2 separate regions of the Anser cygnoides genome follow, and region 1 is linked to region 2. The links are chromatin contacts, called in public Hi-C maps. All regions are on one chromosome and are shown on one strand. The core of a region is the stretch at or near the end of the contact, and the rest is flanking DNA. Distances in the headings are between cores, read along the strand shown.

Region 1 (7,543 bases), core at 512-3,011, 130 kb before region 2:
AGTTGCAGCTAGGCATGTTCAGAACTGAAGCAGAGTGCACATTTTTTAATACCGAGGGCAATTTAGCCGTAAGAAGGAGATAAGTGGGGCAGTGAATTTTCCATTATTTGAAATCTGTTCTTTGAAGTAGAATACCTTTCTAAAACTTTCACTGAGATTCATCATACAAAGCTATGCGTAACGCAGAAATTATCATGTTCAACACACAGGATCACGCAAGAGAGTAGATTAGATAATTATAATGATTTTTTTTTTGCTGTTAAATGCCCACATTTTTGCCCACAACTGACCTGGGTCAAGTGTGACCCAGGAACCGAGTGGATATTGTGAAACAAGCAGGGTTAACACAGGAATACGCCACTTTGTTCCGTATCAGTTTTTCCTTATAAGCGGTGTTTTGGCACTTTGCTCGTGTTTTGTTATGCAGAGTGCTTTTGTCATCCCTTCTGCGGTCCCTGTGAGGGTTATCAAGGTGCCCTAGAGCTGGGTTCCCGGCCCCAGGTCGCTGCTCTGGCACCCGGCAAGGTGGGACCTCGGCATGGGTGGTTTGCAGAGCGGCTCCTCTGCCTCGGCAGTGCTGCGGCAGCTCGGCTGTCCTGCTCCTGTAGCAATAAGAACAAATTAAGTACCACAGCGAAGAATCCTTCACTGAAGCTGTTAAAATCATGAAGCGAAACACAATCTCAGCCTTTTAAAAAGGAGGAAATAAAATAAAGGCATGGTTTCCGATCCTGCCGTTCATCTCCCATCCTCTGCAGATGAAACACTTCCAGTTCCTTGGCTGATAGCGACTTTAATTCAGTGTTGGCTGGTAGCTGCGTCTGAGATTACACAGGCAATTGACACTGATTTGTTAGGCTTACAGAGCTTATTTTCGGACTTCAGCCTTGGGCAGAAAATGTTTGGAAACAACCGGACGTCGCGGCCGAAGGCGCTGCAGGGCGCAGCTCTGCGCTGCCGGGGCCGCGGCGGGGCCGCTGTCGGGAGTGCTGCCGGCACACCGCCAGGGCCTGCCAGGCACAGACCGGCTTAGAAACCTGCACCGTCGGGTGCAAAGATCAAGGACCGATGTGGGGGTTTTTAGGTCCTTCGGCAGGTGGATTTCTCTCTTATTTCGTCTGCTGGCTGCTCTGTCCCCCAGTTGACGTTTGGAGAGCTCAGCCTCTGCTTTTCTTCACTTTTGCTTCTTCTTACCTTCTGGATAATCTTTTCCGCCACAAAGGGTTTATACCTCCCTCAGCACAACTGGGGGGCAGAAGCTCCTTGCAAGCACGATGCCTCACCCCCGTTGATGGGAGCGAGCGGTGTTTGTGCTGCACGTGGCGCACGGCTCCTGGCGGTGGTGCTGCCACGCAGAACCAGCTTCTTCGTCCTGGTGCAGCCTCGCCCTGAGCTCCCCAGGGTGCTGGAGTGGAAGCAACAGTTTTTCCTTCAGACACCTGGTTTTGGAGATGCTGGTGTGCGGGGACCTGCTGTCTGGTGTCCAGACACCGTGCTGCCCCGTGTGGCTTGCGCTCAGCCGCTGCGCAAGCTGGTGTTCTCCTTCCACCCGTCCTTGCGCCCCCGTCACTGCACCGGCCGAGGCAGGGCAGACGGGGAGCTCCACGAGCTGGGCTCCTCCACCTGCACAGCCCTCCGGCCCCAAACCCGTTACCTGCTGCTGGAGCTGGCCGGGAACTGTGGGCCAATAAATATCTTTAAATTCAGCACTCCGGGGAAATCTCTCTTGTTTGTGAGCTTTTCTGACGTGGTTTAGGGAAAGCACGGCTCGTTGTTTGATCCGCTGTATGACTCATCGCTGAAGAGGTCGTCTGCATTTTCCTTTTAACACCACAGACGGTGGCAGGCTGGAAAAAAAATCCAGCTGGGTGCATCACAGGACCAGCGGAGGGGACAGAGAAGTGTTTGAGATACCTGCTCCCCTGTCAGCTTGCTGGAGATCAAGATTAATGACATGCGATTTCAGGAACCTGTTAACATCGATCGACAGAAATATCACATCCTGGGCTTCGTCTAATCTTTGGAAGATCACCTGGGCTGAGTTCGGGCCCCCTTGCTGCCTGCAAGCGCTCTGATTTTGCCCAGGAACCAGGAGAACTCAGTGACCCCGGGGAGCGAACGTGACGAGGAGCGTTAGACTTTGCTCCTCGCCCTGGCACCCGCGAACCTTTTGCTCATGTAATCTTTTTTCCTTGAAACGGTGGCAAAGGGCTTACACAATGCCACGCTCCTCTGTCCCTGAGACAGCGCTGCGTCCAAGCTATTTCACAGAAATGTGAGGGGTTTCTCTCTGCTGGGTGTTCAGTCTTAACTACCCGCATAGCTCAGGGGTTCCTCTCACGCCGTTTATCCTTCTTTAAACGTGCACAGGATGCAGATGAGTGTTGCATGTTGGCCTTCTAATGCAAGCAGACGTATAATTTGAAGGGATTGAGAATGAGGGGTTCTTTTTTACTACGTGCTTTTCAGCAGCAATTTGATCATGTTAGTGTGCACAGGAAAAATAATTTCCCTGAAAGATTAATCATTGAAGTAGCACTCAGCGTGTTTTCCAGCAGGTGCCTGTCTTTCAGGAAAACATCATCACAGAAGGAGCAGTTCTCTGCAATAGAGCTGCTCTCCATGCCTTCAGTGATGATAATTGCTCCTCCCAATTACAACTACAATTGCTGCTTATATGGAAAAGGCACCTTACGAAAATGAATTAATGTGATTTGGGGTAATTCAGCGCAGAGCTGAGGAGGGGGCCCATGCTGCCGGAGGCTGGTTTGGGATACGTAACGTTTCCACACCTCGGTGCTGAAGTCACACAGATAAGGGGGGAAGTCTCGTAGCAGAGCGTGATGAAGGGAAAGGAGAAACTCCAAGAAACCTCCAGGCTGGCGGCAGGGAGGTGCCCACGTCTCGGCGGGCACGGTGCAGCCGGTGTCCGTGCGGTGCTGTGCCACGGCCGGGGCTGAGCCACGGGGCCGGAGCTGGGAGCGCTCAGAGCAGCTGCACCGAGGCAGAGTGGAGACCCTTTCCCCTTCCTCCTCAGCCCTGTTTGTAACAGTGCTGCCTTGTGATGCTGGGCATGGCCAGAAAAGGCTGATAGTAGTTATTGTCACGTCCTAGGCTGAAGCGTTGCTTTGCTGAGATAAACTTTAACTGGGTGATCTGTCCTTCCCTCCTTCTAAAATGTTATCCTGCTCTGTCACACAAACGTTCAGCCCTGTGGTCGCCGATTTCAGTCACAGAGACATTCCTTCCTGTATGTAGTTTGCATTCTAATTTTTTTCAGGTGATGTAGCACTTCGGAAGTCTTTGGGAATATAAAATATTAATGCCTTAAGAAAAACAAACAAACAAAAACATATTTTCTTTAAAATATTATTCATTTAAAATGTACTTGCATCAATAAAAAAATAACTGGTGTAATAATTGTATATCGATGTACAACGTACAGAAAATTTGACTGTAAGCTAACTGCCTGCCATTGGGGATCTGGCAGGATACTGCCCTATTTACAGTAGGGCAGGGATTATTAGTAGGAATGCCATATGCCTTCGCAGCTGTATGTGCTTTTTTAAGCAATAGCAGCTATGTGTGGTGTCTGATGATTCTTGGGTTTTGGTGTTTTTCAGAGGAGAATAGGAACAGTATCATCAACTCCAGCCTGGAATCCGTCGTATCCTCAAATGCAAACAGCTTCCTCAACTCCAACAGCTCTCCCCAGCCCAACCTGAACTCAAGTGATCTTGAACTAGAAGTAATTAAACCCAACAGGCCAAATTCACTGTAAGTACGGTAGTAATTAGTGTTTTATAGGCTCTCTGTCCTTAATCTTTAATCAGGGCTGTTTCTTACTCTGAATCCCAGCAGTATGTGGAAGAATACAATTTAGCATTTTAATTTTTAATGGGCGCCTAGCATGTGTCCTGCATTTTTAACTCTGCCTAAGTGGTGGGATTAGTGGCTGCGGGTTAGATCTGCTGGTGAGCTCAGCCCTGGTTATTTTGAGCACGTGGGATATTTTTCAAGCAGAGCTCCGCGTTGCTGTTTGAACTGCTTGACCCATCTGGAGATAACTCCAGCAAACACAAAGGACTTTTCTTCTGAGTTAAATCCTATGACTGTTGTCAGTACAGTTGATCTCCAGCCAAATCTGTGCCATTGCTTCTGCTATTGCTTCCTTCATCTGGAAAGTTCAAGGGAAAAAATAGCGACCTTAGCAATGACTCCCTGGGGACAGCCGAGTTATTTATGAAGTCCCCTGGACTTGACACAGCCGAGCCCTCGCACCAGTGGCCGCTCTGCTGCGGGGAATTTCCTTCCTGCCGCGGCCCTGCTGGGCCCCGGCGCATTTTCCCACAGAACCTCCCTCCCCTCCCGCACACGTGAAGATCTGCCCAGATCCCCGGCAGCCGTCGCGGGCCCTGGGGATCGGCCGGCGGGATCGGCCCTGCTGCGCCGCCGGCGGCAGTGGTGCGCAGCGACCTTGGCGGTGAGGGGAGGCCTTCCTCCCTCCATGCCCCCCCACGGGCTGCGTGCATGGCCCCCTCCCACCTAGCTGGGCAAGCCCCCAGCCCCTTGAGGGCAGGCGGTGAGCGCTTGGCCTGAGCAGCTTTCTCCCGGCTACCCGTGGAGACGGTGCAGTGCCGGTGCTGGTGCCGGGTGGGCCAGTGACCCTGGCCGTGGTCCCTCTGGTTGATGGGAGGGGACGGGGTTGGGGTCTGGGGTGCAGCTCCCGCGCCCCGCAGGGGGGCCTCAGCCCCACAGCGCTGGGACGGGCAAAGGTAGGTGCACATTGGCAGTGTCTGGGCGGAGAAGGGCTCTGGCTTTCGCCCACCAGCTCCATCTCTTTCCCATCGCCACTGCTGCCACTAAAACCCTGCGAGCAAGCCAGCCGACCTCGTGTAAGCCGAACCCAGCTGGCAGGACGCTGGGCGGGAGGAACGGCGCCCGCGGGGCAGGAGCCGCGGTAAGGCCGCGAGTTGTGTGCCGTGAGCTGGGGCGGGATGCGCGGGTCTCGTGCCCGTGCTGCTGGTGGAAGCCCTGGGGGTCAGTCACATGCCGTTGCCCCCAACAGGATGTTTTTAGTTTATTTGTCCTCCGAGGGAAGAAAATTATGTGACTCGTATTGCAGCAACGTTTGTGAGCCCGAGTCTCGTTGCGACTTTAAGGAATTGTTTGCCAGATTTGCAGTTTTTCAAATTCCAAGAGTTGCTCTTCCTAATAACTTATTTTTTAAAGAAAGTCGTAAAGAAGCTCAGCAGAACGAACCAGTTCAGGCTGTGGGGAGCGGAGGCGTCTTGCTGTCACCCAGAGCTACGTGAGCGGACTGGAGCAGAACCATTTGCTTGCGGCCCATAAGGGGCCTTTACACTTGTGCAAAGTGAAGCGGTGCCTAGCAGGGTAGCCCTGGCAGCACTTCTGCCTCTGGCAAAGTTTGTGGCATTTGGTATTTTTCCTTACATCCAGTGATTGCACACACAGGAATGTGCAAGCTTTTAGTCAAGGTCGAGCTAAAGGTTAAAAAGTGAGTCTAAAGTGAATACCTCAAAGCAAATGTTTTCTTCTCTATAACCCCAATTATGTAAATCTAATGTCTTTAATCCAATCCAATCTTTCAATAAGAAATGAAGTGTTTGACTTCATTTTATTCTCTTTTAATGCTATGTATAGATGTCTCTTCAGCCTCTGTGCCTGCTTACCCATCAGCCCGAGTCTGCTCCGCACGAGCCCATGCTGTTCTCATACTTATCTGTGCTCCTGGGTTTTAATGTTTGCTGAAACGCATTAGTTTGTCTTTAAATATTTGCTTTTAACCTAATTTGTAGTCCCATGAAAATTTGATTGCTGTATTTCCTCTGCAGTGCTGTGGTGGTTAAACATACCCAGATCGTTTCCACGTGTTTATTTGTAGCCGGCTCGAGCCTGCTGATGGTGCTCAGCCCCCACGCGGCGTTTGGGGGGGACCGGGGAGAGCAGCGTGTGCAGGGAGGCTGCCGGGCTTGCTCGGCGCTGGGGAAGGAGCACGCGTTTTTAGACAAGTAAGGGCTTGGCGCGAGTGGTTTTGGTTCCACACCAGGGCTGCGGGTCGGGTGATGGTTGGGGTTGCTCTGCTTGGGGCGGTCACCGGAGTCACCCCCAGCCGCGGTCGGAGCGGTGGCAGCGGTGATCCCCGTGCCCAGCCCACGGAGGTGCGGGGCTCCTCTGCTTCACGCCTCTGCCCCGTGCGGGTGCTGACGGGCAGTGGCGAGGAGGAGTGCCGCCGGGGCAGGAGCGCGGCGAGCAGCGCGTTGCCCTGCGGCTGTGCACGGGCTGCGCTCTCGGGGTCGGGGCGCGCTGCCTGAATGGTGCCAGTGTCCCGGCGGCGTTGTCCTTGCTGCCCTGCGGCGCTGCACAAATAATGCCTGTATAAAGCCGTCCCTGTTTCTTTAACCAGCTGGGTAATTTCAGCTTTGCAAAGCCTTGGGCAGCTCTGGGCACTGAAGCCGGTTGCTATTATCTGTTACTGCCGTGCGAGGGTTTCCAGTGCTCCCCTGTAATTACCGGACCCACAATGAGGGTGCCCGGCATCAGGGAGCGTGTCAGGGTGCCTTGCTCTCCGTGCTCCTTCAAAAACCCTGCCAAACCCTCTGCCGGTCCCGTGAGACCCATCATCGAGCCCAGCTTCAGTTTTTTTCCTGCATTCTTCACCATTTTCTGTAAGTTTTTGGCCACGGGCCAGGGCTGTCCCATCTCGGGACCTGCTCAGGAGGAGCTGCCCGGCCCACGACTGGAGCAGCTCGCGGTGCTGGCAGAATTCAAGAATTCAAGCCCTGCAGCTGAGGAGCTGTAAAATTCCAGGTGTGAGCAGGCCGGGAAGCCCCGCTTTCCTTCTTTAAAGAAAAAAGGATTTCTTTCTGAACAAGGAACTCATTGAGAGTACTAGTAAAAAAGGAATCCTGGATTTGGTGCTTCCTTCCCTAAAGTGACAACAGCAAAGGTTAGTAAATTAAAAACTAACCCAGACCAGAACTGAATTTCTTCTTTTTTTTTTTTTTTTTCTTTTTTTTTGGTGTCTGAAATTACCAGTGAAATGAATGCTTCCGTGCAGGCCATCGTGGACCAGGGCCTTTTGCTCTGTTCTGCTGCTGGGAGGTGGACGGGTTTGGTGCCCTTAGTCACTGACGTCCCTGCCCCTCGTGTCGTCGTGGTGGGCACCCAGCCCCTCACAGCATCAGGGCACGCTGCTCAATGTCTGCACAAGCTCTCGGGGTGCTGCCAGGAGAGGAGCCGTGTCGGCTGGAAGTTCGAGCTTCTTACTGTGGAGGCTGATGTTCGCGTCAAAATAAGTCTGTGAAGCTCCTGCTGATCTCAGCGCAAGGCTTGCTGGAGCAAAGACATTAAGGCTGCAAGTTTGGGGGACGTCTTGTTTCAGTTTTGCTGCAGTGAGCACTGATACATCCGATATACCCTGTGACCTTACAGCGTGTGATGTTAAAAATTTTGAACGCCGTCTGTGGAAGCGGAGAAGTTTGCCTGAGCTTTGTCTACAAAGCTTCTCGGCTCGCCGGCA
Region 2 (7,454 bases), core at 488-2,987:
CGCTGATCTGTACAACTCTTCAAATAGAAGTGGAAAAAGAAGGACCAAAGACAGGAAGCATCACCTGGTGATCCTGCCGCCTAAGCGCTGTCCTAAACTCCTTCAGAAAGACTTGCTGAACCAGCACAACTCCTTATCAATTATTAAATCAAATGATGATACACAGTAGCTTACCTCGGCCTAATTCCCCTTTTTTTAAGCATATATTTTTTTCTTCCTAATCTCAGAGACTTGGGGTAGTTTTCCATTACTCTGCCTGGGTTCCAGGAGGGCCAGGCCTCCGCAAAGAGCACTCTGCCGGAACGCGCCTCGCAGCCTGCACGTGCTTTGCACGTCAACAAGATTTCGGCAGGAAAAAACAGGAACTTCATTGCCTTTCTGTCTTTAATACACAGATTACAAGCTTTCATACATCAGTGTCCACTTTTTGGTGTGTGTTTGTTTTTAGAGCTAGCTTGCCGCCGGTTGGAGTGGCTGAGGCCGCGCTCCCGGCTGCGGGTACGCCCTCCCCTGCGACGCCTGGTGCTTGGCCTCCGCGAGGAGGCTCCGCTGGGCACGCTGCAAAGAAAAAGCAGCGTAGCTGACTTACTTCAAAATGAAAACGCTTTATTCACAAATATTCTTTGTAACCCGTCGTGCATTTTAAAAAGAAGTTCTCACTAACAGTCTACCGAAGTCTTGTGTGAATCACTGAACTATCACAACAATCTGGAATAATTGGCAGTTTTCCACTTGAAAAACCTATTTTACTTAGCTTGTGTCTGCTGGGTCTGAAAAGAACTGTTTTTGTACAACATCCAGAATTCCAGGAAAACCTGCAGTTCCCATTACGCAGTAATTTCTCAGTTACCAGAAACAATCTCCCACTAACCAGATAAGAGTCTTTTTAATAATTCTGCTGGTGGTGTCGCTTTTACCTTCTAATGGTTAATCTATGTAGCAGCTGGTTCATCCTCCCCTTTCTAATGAAGCTCTGCAATGAGGTTAAACGCCTCCTGTTAGCCTCTGGCAGCTCCCCCCAGGCCACGTGCTCCCTTTGAGCCCCCCCTCTGCCCGCGAGCCCCTCTCTGCGCTGCCCCGCGGGGGGCTCCCACCGCAGATCCCACTCCACTGCCCCATGGATCCCACGCCTGGGGGCTCGGAGCTGTGGCCGCAGGCAGCGGGAAGTCTCGCAGAGATGCTCAGAAAAAGGAAAAAGGCAGGAACAGATCGAGTCCAGTTTTGGAGGGCTGGACCCCCAGAGCAGAGTAAAGACAGGGGCAAAGGCGTTGCTTCCTTCTGTGAAAAAACTCATGGACCATGCACCCCGTTACGCAGTGGTAATAGTCCTAATGGGCCTGGTTTAGAACTGCCCACAATATGTAAGAAGCAGCAAGCTAGTGAGAAAATTATATCTTGGAGTGGTTTGGGTTGGAAGGGAACTTAAAGATACCCAGTTCCAACCCCCTGCCATGGGCAGGGCCATCTCCCACCAGACCGGGTTGCTAGCCCACGGACTTGAACAGGCTTTGGTCACTGCCTCCTGCTGTCTGTCCGTGCCTAACTCCCCGTGCTCTGAACCAGGAGCCCTGGGACCACCCCCAGTGCCCAGACCCCATCTCAGGCTGTGCCGGGGGGTGGCCGCAGGGTGGTCACCCCCCGGTGCTGCGAGCTCGCTCCCCCCGCCCCGTACCTGCCTCCTGCGCCGCAGGCCATCGCCGTCCCTGCCTGTGCCGCGGCTGCTGCCCGTTTCCCCGTGAGCCCAGAGCAAATTTCCACTGACCCCAGGCCCTGCGTGGGCAGCGGCAGTGGGGTGTGTGTGTGTGTGTGTGTGCGTGCGCGTGTCAGCCCTCGTGGGGGTCGCTGCACGCCCCACCACAGCGCCCGCTGCCGCACGGCGCGCACCGCTGCGATCCTTCCGTCCTTGTAAACACGGAGAGTGTTGAACGTGTAAATATGGAACGTGTTGAACTTGTAAATATGGAATGTGTTGAACGTGTAAATACTTGATTTGTTACTGTTTTACTTGGGGCAGAGGTTTTTGTAAATAGTTCTGGTTCACTGGCCAGCACAGAAAACCACAACAATGGATTCGTCACCTACGACCTAGTTTGGTCTCTGTAAATTACATAATAGTAGCAAATTTCCACCATCCAGGCAAACTGCTGCCCTGTGGAAGTCAATCAGAGCATTAAGAGCACTTAATATTTTCGAAACAAGCTTATAGATTATTTGAAAACTTTCCATACCAACTACGGTGCTAAATTAAGTAAAATTGTATGGGACTTTTCTAGAGGACATCTCCGTTCTTTAAAAAAAAACAACAACAGATGACAACACTTTGCCTTTCTTACCCTTCTTCTTCCCTTTGCTATTTAACCCACTTCATACTAGATGGAGCATCCTTAATTACGATAAAGCTGAGGTTTAGGCCCCGGTGTGTCCACCCAGGGCTGTGCTAATTGCCGCCTGCTCCCCGAAGGCGCGGGTCCGCCACGTGGCACCGTCAGCTCCGTGTGTGCGCGATCCGGTGGCACTGTGACACCGGGACCATAAAGCAGCCGTGAGGATAAAGGAGGGTCAGGAGATGGATCTATCAGATCCAAGGCTTTTTCTCTCTACGTACAAAATGTGTACTCCTGAGCGCACAGGTTTGCAGGACCACGTGCTTTACAGCATGGATTAGGTCAGGCAAGGGAAGCAGAACCGAAACTCTCCTCTTCCCGCAGCGCAATGACAGGGGCACGGCCTCTGCGCCGAGGTCGGCAGGATGCGACACCCGAGGTTTTATCCTGTAGAGGAGCAGCCGAGGGCAGGAGCTCTGTCCTCAGCCTCACAGCATGACCTTGGGCCAGGCTCTGTCCGCACAGAGCGGACGCACAGGGCACCCCACAGCCACCGAGAGCCCACGGAACAGAAGTGACTGCAGGTGATGCCTCCTGCAAGGCAGCCGGGTGCCTGCAAGGTGCCCGCGAGCAAGGTGGAAACGGCGGCGCCTTCTTCGGGCCGCGCAGGCCTGCAGCCTGGAACACATCCTGAGCAGCAAAAAGAGTTAATCGAGAGAAAGTACACTAGGGTCACGGGGAAGGAACATTTGGAGTACAGTCATTTCATTTATGAGAGTTTAAATAGTTGCTGAATGACATTGTGAACTACTAAGTTAATTGCCTAGCTGACCTTTGAGAAAATGTGTAAACTACTTAGCGCAAGAGCAACTGGAAGCCCAGACCAAGCATCGCTCCCACTGCTGTGGCAGTGTAGCTGTTGAAAAGCTTCGACAGGGCTGGGCCGCAGGAGGGGCTCAGCCCCCGGCCAGGGGCAGCCTCACGGTGCTGAGCTGGGGCCGGAGGCCCTGGCAAGGAGCGTCGCGGCCTGCGGACAGCGAGCAGCCTGCGGACAGCGAAGCGATCGGAAAGAGATCCAGCGCTGCGATGCAATGAAAAACAAGCCAACGGCCGTCGATACAGAGTTACAGGGCCTGAGGTTGCATTGTTAAATAGCAGCCGTGAAAATCAAGGAACGGCATCTCTAGGTTGCCTGACCTTGAGCAAAGCCAGCCGCTCTGCCCAGGTGCTGCCACAGCACCCCCAATGTCTGCTGCGAAGGCTGGGGAAGTCAGGGCATGGCTTAGGGAACGCTGTACACGGCCGGTGCTGGCTCTGTGGCCACCTTCCAGCAGGGCAGCACCTCGCCGGGACCGACCTAGCCCCTCGCCTGCAGCTCTCCCCGGGGACATCGGGGTCCCCCTCCTCCCTGGGCCTTTTGTATTTTCCCCCTAACTCTGACGATAAACATCCCAGCCAAGCCATTTGTCAGGGGGAGGCTGATCTCCAAATGAAATGTCAGCAGTTTGAAAAAGTTCAAAATTCCCACCAAAGATACATTTTCTTGTCCAGTTTTATTTATTAAATCTTTCTTTGCTTTTGCAATTATAGTCCACAACTCCCAGCCTGAGGCCAGATCGTACTTTTTCTCCTCGGGGAATTGGGTCTCCAGCTACTCTGCTGCTAAGATAAGGCCCGAATACCTTCACTTTCAATAACGCCTCAAACAGTTCTGCCACAGGGCTTCATTAACTAAAAGCTGCACATCAGCAAAGGTACAATGAAGAAAAGCACAGTGAAAGAACTGGACATTTTTATTTACAGTTTCCACCAAAAATTTCTAACTTCCTATGACCGGAATGTTTTGAATGAAACAAAACTCCAACATTTTAGCTAAAAAAGTGAGGATACTTTCAACTAGATGCAGCTGAGAGCGCAAAGAGTTAAGTCAGCTTTTAAAGTAGGTCTGCAAGGTCTCAGGAGAGTGTAAATCGCTGGCAAAACAATTCACTGCTGTTCAAGTAGAATTATATAAGCAGATTTATGCGTGTATAATCAGGTAATAGTGCCAAATACAAGGTGCTCTTGGGCTATTGGTATATACGGTGTGGATCCCCCCCAACAGAAGTAGTGTGATACAAAGGACCCATCGGTGCTGATGTTCTCTGTGAGGTTACATGGAAAGCTTTTTTTTTTTTTTTGGTATGGTAGTTAAATATTTCTAAAGCTGCAAGGTAAAGGAAGCCTAACTGGGTTCAAATTACTACTTAAATTTATCAGTTAGTCTAATACACTTTCTTCCTTTTTTTTTTTGATTTTGCACTGAAAAAGCTTTGGTCGCATATCAGTAAACAGGGGTTACTACTGCCTTGAGCAGTAGTAATTTATGAATCAGACATACATGGTTTATTCACTTATTTTCTCTGATTCCATCAAAAATACATATCTGCCATGGCAACCTCTTCATTACATGTCAGGATACCAATTCAAATATAAAAGGCTTCTCTTCAAAAGCTTTCTAAGGTCACTGTTGCTCTAAAATCTTTCAGGGACAGAATGTACACAATTCATTGAGAGAGGGGCTTTTCGATAAATTTTAACAGCCAACATGGTCTGTTTCTGCAGGTCGTATACTAGAATTTTTCCTTTGGTAGAAGTTCGCCTGCCCTCCCTTCCTTCCTTCCCCCCAAACTTATAGTAGTAGTAGGATACTTGTAAAGGCTCTTGCCCAGCTAAATTATAGGTACATATATGCATATGTACATATATTTAAACATGTAATACATATTTGTATGTATTCTAAGGGTTTAGAGAGACACTAATTAGACCTGGAAAAAAAAGATGAAAAGAACAGATGATTTAAATCAGTATCTTAACAAACTTTATTTGTGGTGGGAATACTTGATAGAATCTAGATCTTTGACCTAGATCTCAGATTTGTTTTTCCTTTGAGGAGCTACAATAATTGAAATTCATATTTGCCAAATCAGGATGTTGTCAGCAAATCATGCGTGACTGGTGAGCTCGAACCTGGCTTGATGCACAACTCCTGCTTCTGCAAAGACCTTTTCCAAGACGTGAAGTTATGATGAATCATGGCAATAGTCTGTCAATGGGCAATAGCCCAACAAGATAAACAAGAGGAGACTTAACTCTGCAACTGAAATAGCTCTTTCTACAGTGCATACTTAATTGCTATACACTTAAATAGTTTTAGAATATAGACAGCCCAGTTTGGTTTCTTTGAAAAAAAAAAAACAAAACGTGATTTCTCAAACCCTACTCTCATGTAAGTCATACCTCTGAGCAAACTGGTGATTGCTGCAGGGGCCCGGAGCTCCCTTGGTGCTGAGGGCCCCATAACGGACCCAAGTACTGCACCCAGACACAGCAGTGGCCTTCACATAAAAAGGCTTGGCTTCTTCTGATTTCTAAACAAGTTCGCCTTTTTTTTTTTTTTTTTTTTGCAGCCCAGAACGACAAGGTAGTCGTAGATGACACTGCTGCTTCACAGAGGGAGGTGGTCGCGGGGCAGCAGCGCGCAGGATCCGTCCCCAGGCGGTGCAGAGCCGCTCTGAGGCTCGCACGAAGGCACCAGCTGCCCGCAGCCACAGCCGCACCCCCGGCCCCGACGTTCAGCTCGCATTCACAGCGCATGAGTCTCCATGAGTCATGCCTGACCACCGATACAGAGAACATTGCTCCTCTCATGCAACCACCGCATATTTGGGCACTGCTGAGCTTTGCTGCCCATGAGGAGCTCTTTTTGTGTGTGTGAAATATCCCTTCTGTGGGGCACAGCTGCTGGGGCTGCGATTAACGCCAGGGAGGTTACCAGCTAACCGGCCCTGAAAGGAAGCAACCGGCAGCAGAGCTAGCAGAAACAGCGGGACGAGCACTGCCCTGCACGCTCTGGACCAGGGTTCAGATGGGCACGATGTTTTCAAGGGGAAAAGGTCTGTGTGAGGAACAAAATACAGTTTGGGAATAGTTTGGTCCCGCAGCCCAGCATCACGCACAGAGCTGCTACATGGTGGCACATCCCAGCCAAATGCCTGGTACCTGCTCCGGAGTTCAGCCAGTGCTGGTTTTGGCAGAGGTGGCGCGGCTCTGGGCTGTCTCCTTCAGGTCACCTCTGCCTTCAGCGGCACAGGCGCACACAGCAAGAGCTCTCCTGGCGTCGCAGACATCTGCTGCTTTGCCTCTCGGAAGGGCTTGGCCACCAGAAGAGCATCATTACATCCACATCCACTGAAGTGCAGTATCCATTAGGTTGTTAAATATTTTAAGGAAAGGGGCACAGAAACACTGAAATAGCAAGCACATTATTGACACAATTCTGCACTTAGCTTTACTGATCGCCTTGGCGATTGCTGCACATCCATTCGGGAAGACAACGTCTTCATGAAGGAGTATCAGCTTGCTACCCGAGCTTACCGCTAGGTGCCATTCCCTGGCGTGGCTCTCCCGCTGGGCAGTGCTTAGGAGAGGCAGCTGGGCAGGCTACCCAGCCCATCTGTTTTTTCCTTATGTGCCCGGTCTGTTTTGACAATCTGTTTTCCTGAGGTAAACGCTAGCTTACAGCTGAGTCCCAGCAGTAGCTCTGCAAGACGCAGCAATGTCCCCTCGCAGAAAAGCGGAGAGCAAACGGCAGCCGCTGCCGAATCCAGGCTGTGTTCAGCTCTATCCAGGGCACAAAGCAAATTCAGACAACCCATGCCTCATAGAAATAGACATTGAACCTGCAATTACTAACACACGCAAATTTCCTGACTGCTGTTACTGTCACAAACAAGTGAGCGGATTTATCCGACAGAGCCTGCAGGAGCAGCCCCGGCAGCTGGGGAGCCTGAATTCTCCAGCCCCCAGATTTTCCTGCTCGCAGCGAAATGCAGGTTGGAGAACAGCTCCATCTCCTTCCCTGTCCAGTGTCTAGCAGGGGAGTTTTCCAGCCCTTACCCTGGTGTTTGGTTACTGCCAGCCCATTTACCTGGGAAGGAAACACAGCGATGTCTGAGGCAACGTGCCTGGGTTTTGTCATTTGCTTTGTCTTGGTAGTAAATCACGTTCTGACTTCCCCAAGCCAGAAACCAAGAGAAAACAGCCTACAACAGTCATGAACATTCACAAAAGTTCAAACAATTTGTAGAA

What was found. A called contact is a pair of places that touch in the nucleus more often than the background predicts.
Region 1: a Hi-C map of liver shows a contact between it and region 2, with 10 times the contacts expected there. The contact joins two enhancer-like sites. A contact is called at or near these places in 2 of 7 Hi-C or Micro-C datasets (both in liver).

Annotation. Positions count from the first base shown.
Region 1 is chr14:1,288,524-1,296,066 of Taihu_goose_T2T_genome, reverse strand. It overlaps ARHGAP26 (Rho GTPase activating protein 26), which reads left to right. Exons shown (of 25, transcript XM_067005447.1): 21 at 3,624-3,777. Among named protein-coding and RNA genes, the nearest start is that of ARHGAP26, 100 kb to the left of the region's middle. Within about 2 kb of position 1,761, at least 1 of the 3 cell types and tissues checked has open chromatin away from gene starts, as enhancers often do. A contact at or near this core is called in liver, where this site is marked.
Region 2 is chr14:1,157,159-1,164,612 of Taihu_goose_T2T_genome, reverse strand. LOC136791898 (a long non-coding RNA gene) reads left to right here. Exons shown (of 3, transcript XR_010834944.1): 3 at 1-706. Among named protein-coding and RNA genes, the nearest start is that of NR3C1, 21 kb to the left of the region's middle. Within about 2 kb of position 1,737, at least 1 of the 3 cell types and tissues checked has open chromatin away from gene starts, as enhancers often do. A contact at or near this core is called in liver, where this site is marked.